Linked DNA regions of Mus musculus: region 1 is linked to region 2. Evidence: chromatin contacts called from public Hi-C data. All regions are on one chromosome and are shown on one strand. The core of a region is the stretch at or near the end of the contact, and the rest is flanking DNA. Distances in the headings are between cores, read along the strand shown. Region 1 overlaps Cdk14 (cyclin-dependent kinase 14). Region 2 overlaps Cdk14 (cyclin-dependent kinase 14).

Region 1 (4,727 bases), core at 1,469-3,968, 77 kb after region 2:
TACTAATGAAATCAGAGGGGAGGTTTCTCAAATAAATAAATAAATAAATAAATAAATAAATAAATAAATAACATATAAGCACGACGTGACCAAGCTACCCTACTACAGTGGAATACATACACATACTGAAAGCATGCTACATCCTTCTACAGAGATATTAGCATGATGAGCATGCTCAATATTTCTCTACTTACAATAGCAAGAAAACACAATAACATAGATATACAATGACTGATCAACATGAAGAAATGAGAAACATATATATAATGACATGTCATACAGCCAAGAAGAAAGATAAGTTGATGGATCTGGAAATTACTACATTAATGGAGTTGATCTGATCACAAAAGACAAAACCACATACTCTTTCCTATGCAGAGCCTAGCTCCTAAGATTTAGATATATAGATTTATGTGGGTGTGAGTGCAGGTAAAGGGGATGAGATTAGAAAGGGGCTGTGAGAGGGGAAGGCGGGTTCTCAGGAAGGGTGTGGAGAGGATAATAGATTCACCACGTAACACACACAAAAGCAGACTGGCATAAGCTGTGGGAGGAGGGAGACGAGGAAACCAGCATAATGAAGCTTGTGACTTTATGTTAAATAAATAAATAAATAAATAAATAAATAAACAAATAAATAAATAAAGTAAGGACTCAGAACACCTAACAATAAAAAGCCATCCTTTGTTTAATCAGACCATCTCAGTGTCACCTCAAGGTGTCATCTCTGTATAATTTACAAGTTTAAAACAGACTCACGAAAAATACCAATGATGGAGGTAGGATGTAGTATCACACATCTATAATGCTAACACTTAGGAGGCAGAAGCAGGCAGATCTCCCTGAGTTCAAAACGACCCTGGTCTACACAGAGATACTATCTTTTTTTTCTTTCTTTCTTTCTTTCTTTCTTTCTTTCTTTCTTTCTTTTTTGAGGGTACTGATTATTTTTTTATTAGATATTTTCTTTATTTACATTTCAAATGCTATCCTGAAAGTTCCCTATATCCTCCCCCTGCCTTGCTCCCCTACCCACTCACTTCTACTTCTTGGCCCTGGCATTCCCCTGTACTGAGGCATATAAAGTTTGCAAGACCAAGGGGCCTCTCTTCCCAGTGATGGCCTACTAGGTCATCTTCTGCTACATATGCAGCTAGAGACACGAGCTCTGGGGGTACTGGTTAGTTCATAATGTTGTTCCACCTATAGGGCTGCAGACTCCTTCAGCTCCTTGGGTGCTTTCTCTAGCTTCTCCATTGGGTGCCCTGTGATCGATCTTATAGATGACTGTGAGCATCACTTCTGTATTTGCCAGGCACTGCCACCAAACCCATACACTATTGCATATGCCAGCAAGATTTTGCTGAGAGATACTATCCAAAAAAAAAAAAAAAAAAAATCCAATGATGGTGGAAATCGAAAAGAAGTCAATTTGCCAATTGGGATGACAACTTTTTCCAAGTGTATATGACATGGTTAGTAAATGAAGTATATGTATAGACTAAAGAAGATGAGTGAGGCAAACTGTCCTTCTTATCTTTAATATTGACATAAAGAGAATTAAAATCTCCGTCTCAATTATTAAACACTCATATCTCTAGTTGCTGGCTGAGCATCTTTATAGGCAGAATGAGCATGTCAAAGAAAGTAGCATAGACTGCAAGAAGCTCTTAGGATCAATTACTCCATCTGCCACAGAGCTGAACACCATAGTAACCCATTGCTTCAACAAATCATCCAATGAGAGGACAACTCCACACAGGCACACCAAGCCCCATAGTTACATGTCGCTAAATTTTTAATGAAGTACAGACCCAAAATAGAATTCTTGTCTTCGGAGAAATCAGAAATAACTGGGGCTGTACAACACTTTCAGCATCATTTACTCTAGTCTGAGTGTATAAATGGGAGAATCTCCCAGAAAGATGACTTTCCCAAAACTATCTGCTCAGTTTTAATTAAACACATTTTTCCTCAAAGCAAAACTTGTCTCTTTAATCTGTTCCCATTCAACATGCAGCGCAAGGAAAAGAAATAGCAAAATCTGGTAATTAACAATATTTTAAGAAAACAGCCTAACTAGTAACAAAGCATTGTTTCTTAGACATGGATTAATTTTTTAGAGGTGTCCAGATGTTGCAGCCTGGGTAACATCAACAACAGAAAGGGTATCTCCCAATTACGCAATACCTCAGATCAAGACAGTGGAGGCAAGGTCAGTCTCTGTGAAGGTCGCTCAGGGTCAGCCACCTCCATCCTACTGCTTCTCAGCCTGTGTTCCCTCTGTAGTGTCCCTCCCTGGGTCATAAGACCATCCCTTACATTGGATTAGGAAGAAGCCCAACGACTGTATTTTCACCCAATCACCTCTTCCAATGGGGTCTGCGGTACTGTGGTTTAGAAATTGAACATAGAGGTTTTGGGGGGAACACAATACAGGCCACAGGAAAATACACAGATTGGTGACAGATGAATATACTTTGAATTTTAATATAGACAGGATGGGAGTTGCAGAGGAGATCCAAGTCCTTTTTTTTTATTTTTAATGAGATTTTATTTCCATATATGTTCAATTATACACTACACTGAAGAGCTTTTTACTTTTTTTCTCTTCAAAAAATATACATAAAATCCTGTAAGATGTAATGGACATTGGCGTGCAGAGCTGCCTGACTGGTCCCGTGTGGGTTATGTTCTCCCGCATTCTCAGCGCCAGGAAACAGCTTGAGCATGTCGCACTTCAGCATCACCCTCCTGAGCCCAAGTTCGAAATAGAAATTGTCAACCTATATTAAACTTCAGAATAAAATGATCTTCAATGGAGAAAATATTGTGTTCACAGTTCCTCTCTAAATCACTTTAAATCAGAGTGGAAAAGTCTTCACATTTGCTTTTGGGCTCCTTTCACAATGAATCTTAGATGAAGAAAAAGGTAGCTGCAGGAAACACCCCTCTGCTTCTCTCGGGGCTTATCTGCTACCACATGCTAAGGAAAATACAAGGACCCCACAAACTGAACAGAGAATGGAGGCCATTTTTTCCTCTCTTGGGAGAGGCACAAATAACTGACTAAACATTGTCATCTTTCACTCTTCATAATCTGCCATGAATATGCAATACATTCAAATAAGACAGCAACACACACAAAAAAAACTGTACAGAGAAAAATTTTAAAATATTAAAGTTTTCATTTATAAAATAAATTCCCTGGGCTGGAGAGATGCTCAGCAGTTAAGAGCACTGACTCTTCCAAAGGTCCTGAGTTCAATTCCCAGCAACCACATGGTGGCTCACAACCATCCATAATGAGATCTGATGTCCTCTTCTGAGGTATCTGAAGACAGCTACAGTGTACTTACATATAATAAATAAATAAATAAATCTTTAAAAAATAAAATAAATTCCCCATCTTATTCACAAGAAAGAAAATCAAGCAAACAGAGATACTAATGACACGAAGGTTTATATTTCTAACTAAATGGATTTGGATATATTAACCATTGTGGCTAAAGTACATTCTATTAACACCACAATGGCATAAAGTTAATACTTTGTTGCATTTTGCAGTAAAACAATCAGCTATTCCCCCTGTGGAACTGACACATAGACACTGTGGAAATGTATAATTTGCAGACCAGTCATACAGGCTTCCTAAGACGAATCCTGTGAGGCATGTGATTCCTGTCTAACAACAGTTCTGGTCTATGAAAGAATGGTTCTCTGGAACAGGGTATGTATGAAACAGTCTGAGCTTTGAGGATTAGAGTCTCACATGTGAGTCTCCTATTTTAAGCATGGAAAAGTAGTAGTCTGGTGTGCAATTACCATGTATATAAATAAGGAATCCAAATGCCAAGTGTTTAAAGAGGCCAAGAGTAAAACCCCTCCTATCAAATGAACAAGACCAAGAATTTACTCTATAAGGAGGGGGCCCTATTTTTAAATTAAAAGATCAAGCATTTCATTTTCCTTTCTTCATATAACTTTATTATCTGTCCTGTTTAAGTAAGATACCAGATCAAGCCAAGATGCAGTCGCCTGAGCACCAGCTTTGGCTCTGTGACCTCAGGTGCACAAATGGGTGGAAGCAGCCTTCTGGGACAACTGTTTTCTTCTTATCGCTTCTCTACTTAGAGTGCACGCTTGAAAGCACCATGGTGACTTGGAAATACAGACAGCTAATGTGCAATTGCTAACAGACACTCCATGGAGACATTGAATTTAATGAGATAATGTTAATACATTTTCCAAAAACAGAATAGATGTGCAAAGGACTGTCAATTGCCTGGCTCACTGGAGGGGAACATTGGTCTGGGTAATGGAAAGTGTAGGTGCTGTACCGAGCCGGCCACGCTGCCACTCATGAGGCAGGACCTTAGCGGCTCCACTTCATTTCTCAATAGAGGTAACAAATACCAAACATACTACAGGTTTGCTCATCAGCCTTTGGCCTTTATTATCTAAATTTAATCCTGATAGACACACTGGGACATTGATTCTGTTATATATCCCATGTGGACATGAAGAATGTAAGGCTGGAGAAATAGCAAAACTTATCAAGCATTCTGTAGCTACTGGCAGAACTAAAATTAATGTAATTGATCAGGAATGAAAAGCTCTTTCCTTTATTACTACCGTCCTGATAAAAATAGTTCCATGGACTGATTTTTCACCCAAATGGGGGAAATGTTAATTGTGTTTCGCTCTACATTAGGGTGAACTCTCAT
Region 2 (4,360 bases), core at 119-2,618:
ACACACGGAAATACTGCCAATCTTCTCCGCATGTGCCCAAGTGTCACACTTAGCTTAGGACCAAACCATGGCCTGGTTGTTCTATTATCTAAAACCACATGATTTCACCTTATGGGTCACTAACATCCCCAGCTTCACAGCTCAAAGAACAAGATGCCCCTAGTTCATCATTTGTTTCCTTGAAATCATTCTGCCAATCTCCATAACAAAAAGCACAGTTCATATCTCTTTCACTTATTTAAGATAAAGTGGGTTCAAGAAGGAAGACAGGCGACCTAGCATGTTCTGAAGCCAGGGACAAGGTAATATAGAGCAAGTCCCTCTCAGAAGGAAAATATATGTGACCTGACCTCTAAGCAGGCTGACTCCATGCTGTCAACCCTCACCTCAATGTTGAAAGGGCAACTGGCTTAAATCTCACCCTTTGTTCTTTTTAAATCTCCAGATAGCTACATAGTAGGCATACAGTAAATTCTTAACTGAAGGTTCTGGTAAATGACCTACGTCAGGAATCATACAAAATCTCATGGCGCTAAGAAGCAATTTCAAAAAGAAAATAAAGACTCACTAAACAAAAAACAATTAGTAAAAATTCTAATCTGCCTCTGAGAGAGAACCACACATAAAATTCAAATGCCAATAAAATATTTATACCACCATTAGTTCATACTAGAATAGGAAGGCAAGCATAGTCAACAATAATGCCACTGAGAAATCTGAAAAATTAAGCAGAAAACATAATTTACTCCTTCTTTGTAATATACAGCTTCCATAAGGCTGTCCTACAACTTCTGAGGCATAGATTTACCATGTTTCTGAATCTTGAAAAAAAAAAAAGCACATAGCAGTAAAGAAAGAACATTGAAATCCTGTATTTTAGGATGGCAGATAGAGGGAAGAAAGGGCTGTCAACATTAAGCAGTGACTAAAAAGCTGTGCCACTGGGATTCTCACACTGAAAAAACCAGAGCTGAACCAAAAAGAAGGCTCAACATTTAAGAGACTGGTTGTTCTGCCAGAGGACCAGCATTCAACTTCCAGCCCCCATATAATGGCTTACAGCCATTTGTAACTCAAACTTCAGGACACAAGATGTCCTCTTGTGGCCTCCACAGACATCAAAAACACAGTGGTAGGTAGACATACATGCTGGCAAAATACTGTATATATCTAAGGAAATAAAATACACATTTTTAAAAAAGAAAGAAAATGCAGAACAGGTGATTCTGACTAACCATGCTAACTACTTTGCATCTACCAAGAGGCACAAGCCAAATAGGAAAACGCAGAAGGCTATAAGCCATAGTCTCAATTCTATGCTATTAACTACACAAACACGAATAAGCAACTAAGCTCCAGGACAGCAAGTTTTCAACTGGTGAGTCATGAACCCTCTTGGGCTTGAATGGCCTTTTCACAGAGATTGCATATCAGATATCCTGCATATCAAACATTTATATTATCATTTATAACAGCAGCAACATTACAGTTATGGAGTAGCAATAAAGTGACTTTATGGTTGGGGGTCACAGAAAACATGAGGAGCTGTATGAAAGTGTTGCACTGTTAGGACTTGACTTGGCTAAGTAAATGGTTTTAATACTTTCATCATTAAAACTTTCCACAAGACTTTCTCCCTGACCATGAGCAATTTTTTTGCCACAAAGGGAATTTAGTTAGTGTAGGCTATATGACTTGTATCATAGAAACAACAAGTGTTCAATATGCATTTGTTCCAGTTATAGAATCTTTTCCCTCACTGCCACATTTTGGCGCATCTTGAAAATGATGACATTCGACCATGTTCAATAAGCTTTGTGGTAGAAATGTTTTATGAAACTAAGAACTATCTTACTGAGAACAGATGGTACCCACATATTCTTCTGAATCAGTCTGCCTAAGTAACCTTTGCCAGGGAAATCAGACACTAACCAGGCAGAACCGAGCAGTAAGAGCATACAAGAAACGGCTTTACTGGGCTTCGGAGTCTGCAGGATACTGTAGCTTCCATTACTTCTTCCACCCACTCAGTTCATAAACAATTGTGGTAGTTACCATTGTCACTCTACACACACAGTTCATAAGCAATAGTGGTAGCCAGCGTTAATTGTCAGCTTGACAAAATCTAGAAGAACATATGAGGTGGCTTTGAGCATGCCTATGAAAAATAATCTTGATTATATTAATGGAATTTGGAAGATCAGCCCACTATGGGTAGTGCCATTCCTTAGGCAGGAATTCTAGACTGTATAAAATGAAGAGAGGAGTACAAGCATTCAAGGAAGTAGTCATGCTCTAGTTTTTGGCTGTAGATACAATATGATGAACTCTCCCATGTTTCTGCCATGATGACTAAAACCTGGAACCAAAGGAAATGGTTTATTTCATTTTGCTCTAAAAAATCCTAATCTAGAGATACTGGGAAAGAGTTAGGTGATGAAGAAATCCCCATAAAGCATGATACTTCTTAGGATTTTGTATTTCCCTGACAAGAAAGAGAGGGCCTGTTCCTTATTTGATTCTAAATGAATCTCTGGCCACAAAGAATTAAACATTCTACTTTTTTTAGGTGGAGGAAATAGACAACACACACAACACCAAATACACACACACACCATACACTGTACTACTATTGTTATAATCTGTGACTTAACAAGAGTTGAAATAAAGAAGAAAAGCAAACAGTATCAAAAGTTATACTTGGAACATATAGATCATTCTCTTCAATCACTGTCTTCTATGCTATCTTACGTAGAGCAGGACCATTTCTGTGCATGTTCTTACCTCCACTGCTCCTACCTAAGGTGACCTCATTTCATCTCTCCTTTTACTTCCTTCCATTTAGTAACTATCTCTCAATCTACTAAACCATTCTCAAATATTTCCTATAGGCATCTTAAATGTCTCTGTCTTGGCTCAAGTTCTTCATGCCTCACTTGACCTCCTTGGTAATCCTGATGTATTCCTTAGTTGACTTCCCACAAATACCCAGCATATATTAATCCACTGGTTATCTACTCATCTATATACAGCCCAGTTTAATCTGGCACTCTTCACAATCTTTCAGTCAATTCTGCCTTTTAAATATATCTGAGGTATCAGGCCTCATTTCTTTAGTGCCTATACGCTCATATTATTGTGTCCCTTTAAAACTCTTGTCAAGCCTTGTTGCTGTGCCCTCCTCCTCCCCTACTAAATGTTAGCACTAGCTAATGAAATTCATTGACAGTTTTCCAGATTCATTGACAGTTCCCTGGATCTGGAATACAAACAGCCTCATACATCAAGTGGCCAGACAGCTAGAAAAGAATGAATGACACTCGATCAAAAGAATCTTTGATCTTCTCAAGTTCTGCTGCAGAACTGCTACTAAGACAATGCCCCACACTTTATTAGATGCTTAACAAATAAACTCTAGACCTGACTTTATTCCTATGGTTCTTTCCCCAGATCAACCCAGTGCAAGTTCCAGGGGTAGTGCCAGCCAGACCATGCTTTGACTCAGTTTACTTTCCCCATCTTCCTATGATTACTCTAATTCAGAGTGCCAACAAGTCTTCTTTGTTTACAAAAAATCCAAATGTAAAACAGTCTTTTAAGATGTAAATCACTCTGCAGACCCCTCCCTGACTGGCTTCCTGCCAGTTACTCCCCAGGCATCCTATAGCTCCACATTAGGGTGTGACTGCTTGACCCAGGATTTACTTTTGAGTACTTGGTTTTTGCACATCAGCCTCCAGCTTCACTTGCTTTTCACTAAGCATCACCTAAAGCCATCTTAACACCTGCTGTCGTTCCACTGCACGAATAGGTGGGATTCCTGAGATAATCATAGTATTCTTCTTCTAGAACACTTAATAGCAATGTTGATTAAAAGCCCCTTCAAAGTAATTTTCAGGAAGTCACATTAATTATGTATGCCAAAGGGGCAAAAAAATTAGAGGAAAATATCCTTTAATCGAGTCCATCATAATTTCAGATCACTTACTTATATAAATCCCTACAATGACATTTCTGAATCCAGCAATATTTGCAACTATAGCCATGCAAGTGGACAGACATAACTTATTTCTTTATCACCAAGGCATCTTCATGCAGCTAGAACAGTTTTCTGTAAGATAATTGGGTTAAGTCTATCCATGTGGCTTTAAACAGTAATACGTATTATGAGTACTTTCATATTTAGATTTATTCTTGAAAGTATTTGGTAAGAAACTCTACTTCATTTCATAGGAGAGATGATTTTACAATTGTAGTGAAAAATAAATAGATAAAAAAATATCTTCAATTATTTTTAGGGCCTTCTTGGAAAATCATGTCACCTATAAACAAGGAGACTTCAAAAAAAGTACACTAATAA

The links. Hi-C and Micro-C count contacts between places; a contact is called where the count stands out from the background.
Region 1: a contact with region 2 is called in a Hi-C map of cortical neurons, with 1.8 times the contacts expected there. The contact joins two enhancer-like sites. A contact is called at or near these places in 6 of 484 Hi-C or Micro-C datasets (the G1E-ER4 cell line, brain, cerebral cortex and 2 more).

What each region holds. Positions count from the first base shown.
Region 1 is chr5:5,238,578-5,243,304 of GRCm38.p6, forward strand. The region is part of intron 3 of Cdk14 (cyclin-dependent kinase 14); the gene reads right to left. Among named protein-coding and RNA genes, the nearest start is that of Gm30151, 130 kb to the right of the region's middle. Within about 2 kb of position 2,719, at least 5 of the 459 cell types and tissues checked have an H3K27ac peak or open chromatin away from gene starts, as enhancers often do. A contact at or near this core is called in cortical neurons, where this site is marked.
Region 2 is chr5:5,162,648-5,167,007 of GRCm38.p6, forward strand. All of the region lies in intron 5 of Cdk14 (cyclin-dependent kinase 14), which reads right to left. Among named protein-coding and RNA genes, the nearest start is that of Gm30151, 210 kb to the right of the region's middle. Within about 2 kb of position 1,369, at least 5 of the 459 cell types and tissues checked have an H3K27ac peak or open chromatin away from gene starts, as enhancers often do. A contact at or near this core is called in cortical neurons, where this site is marked.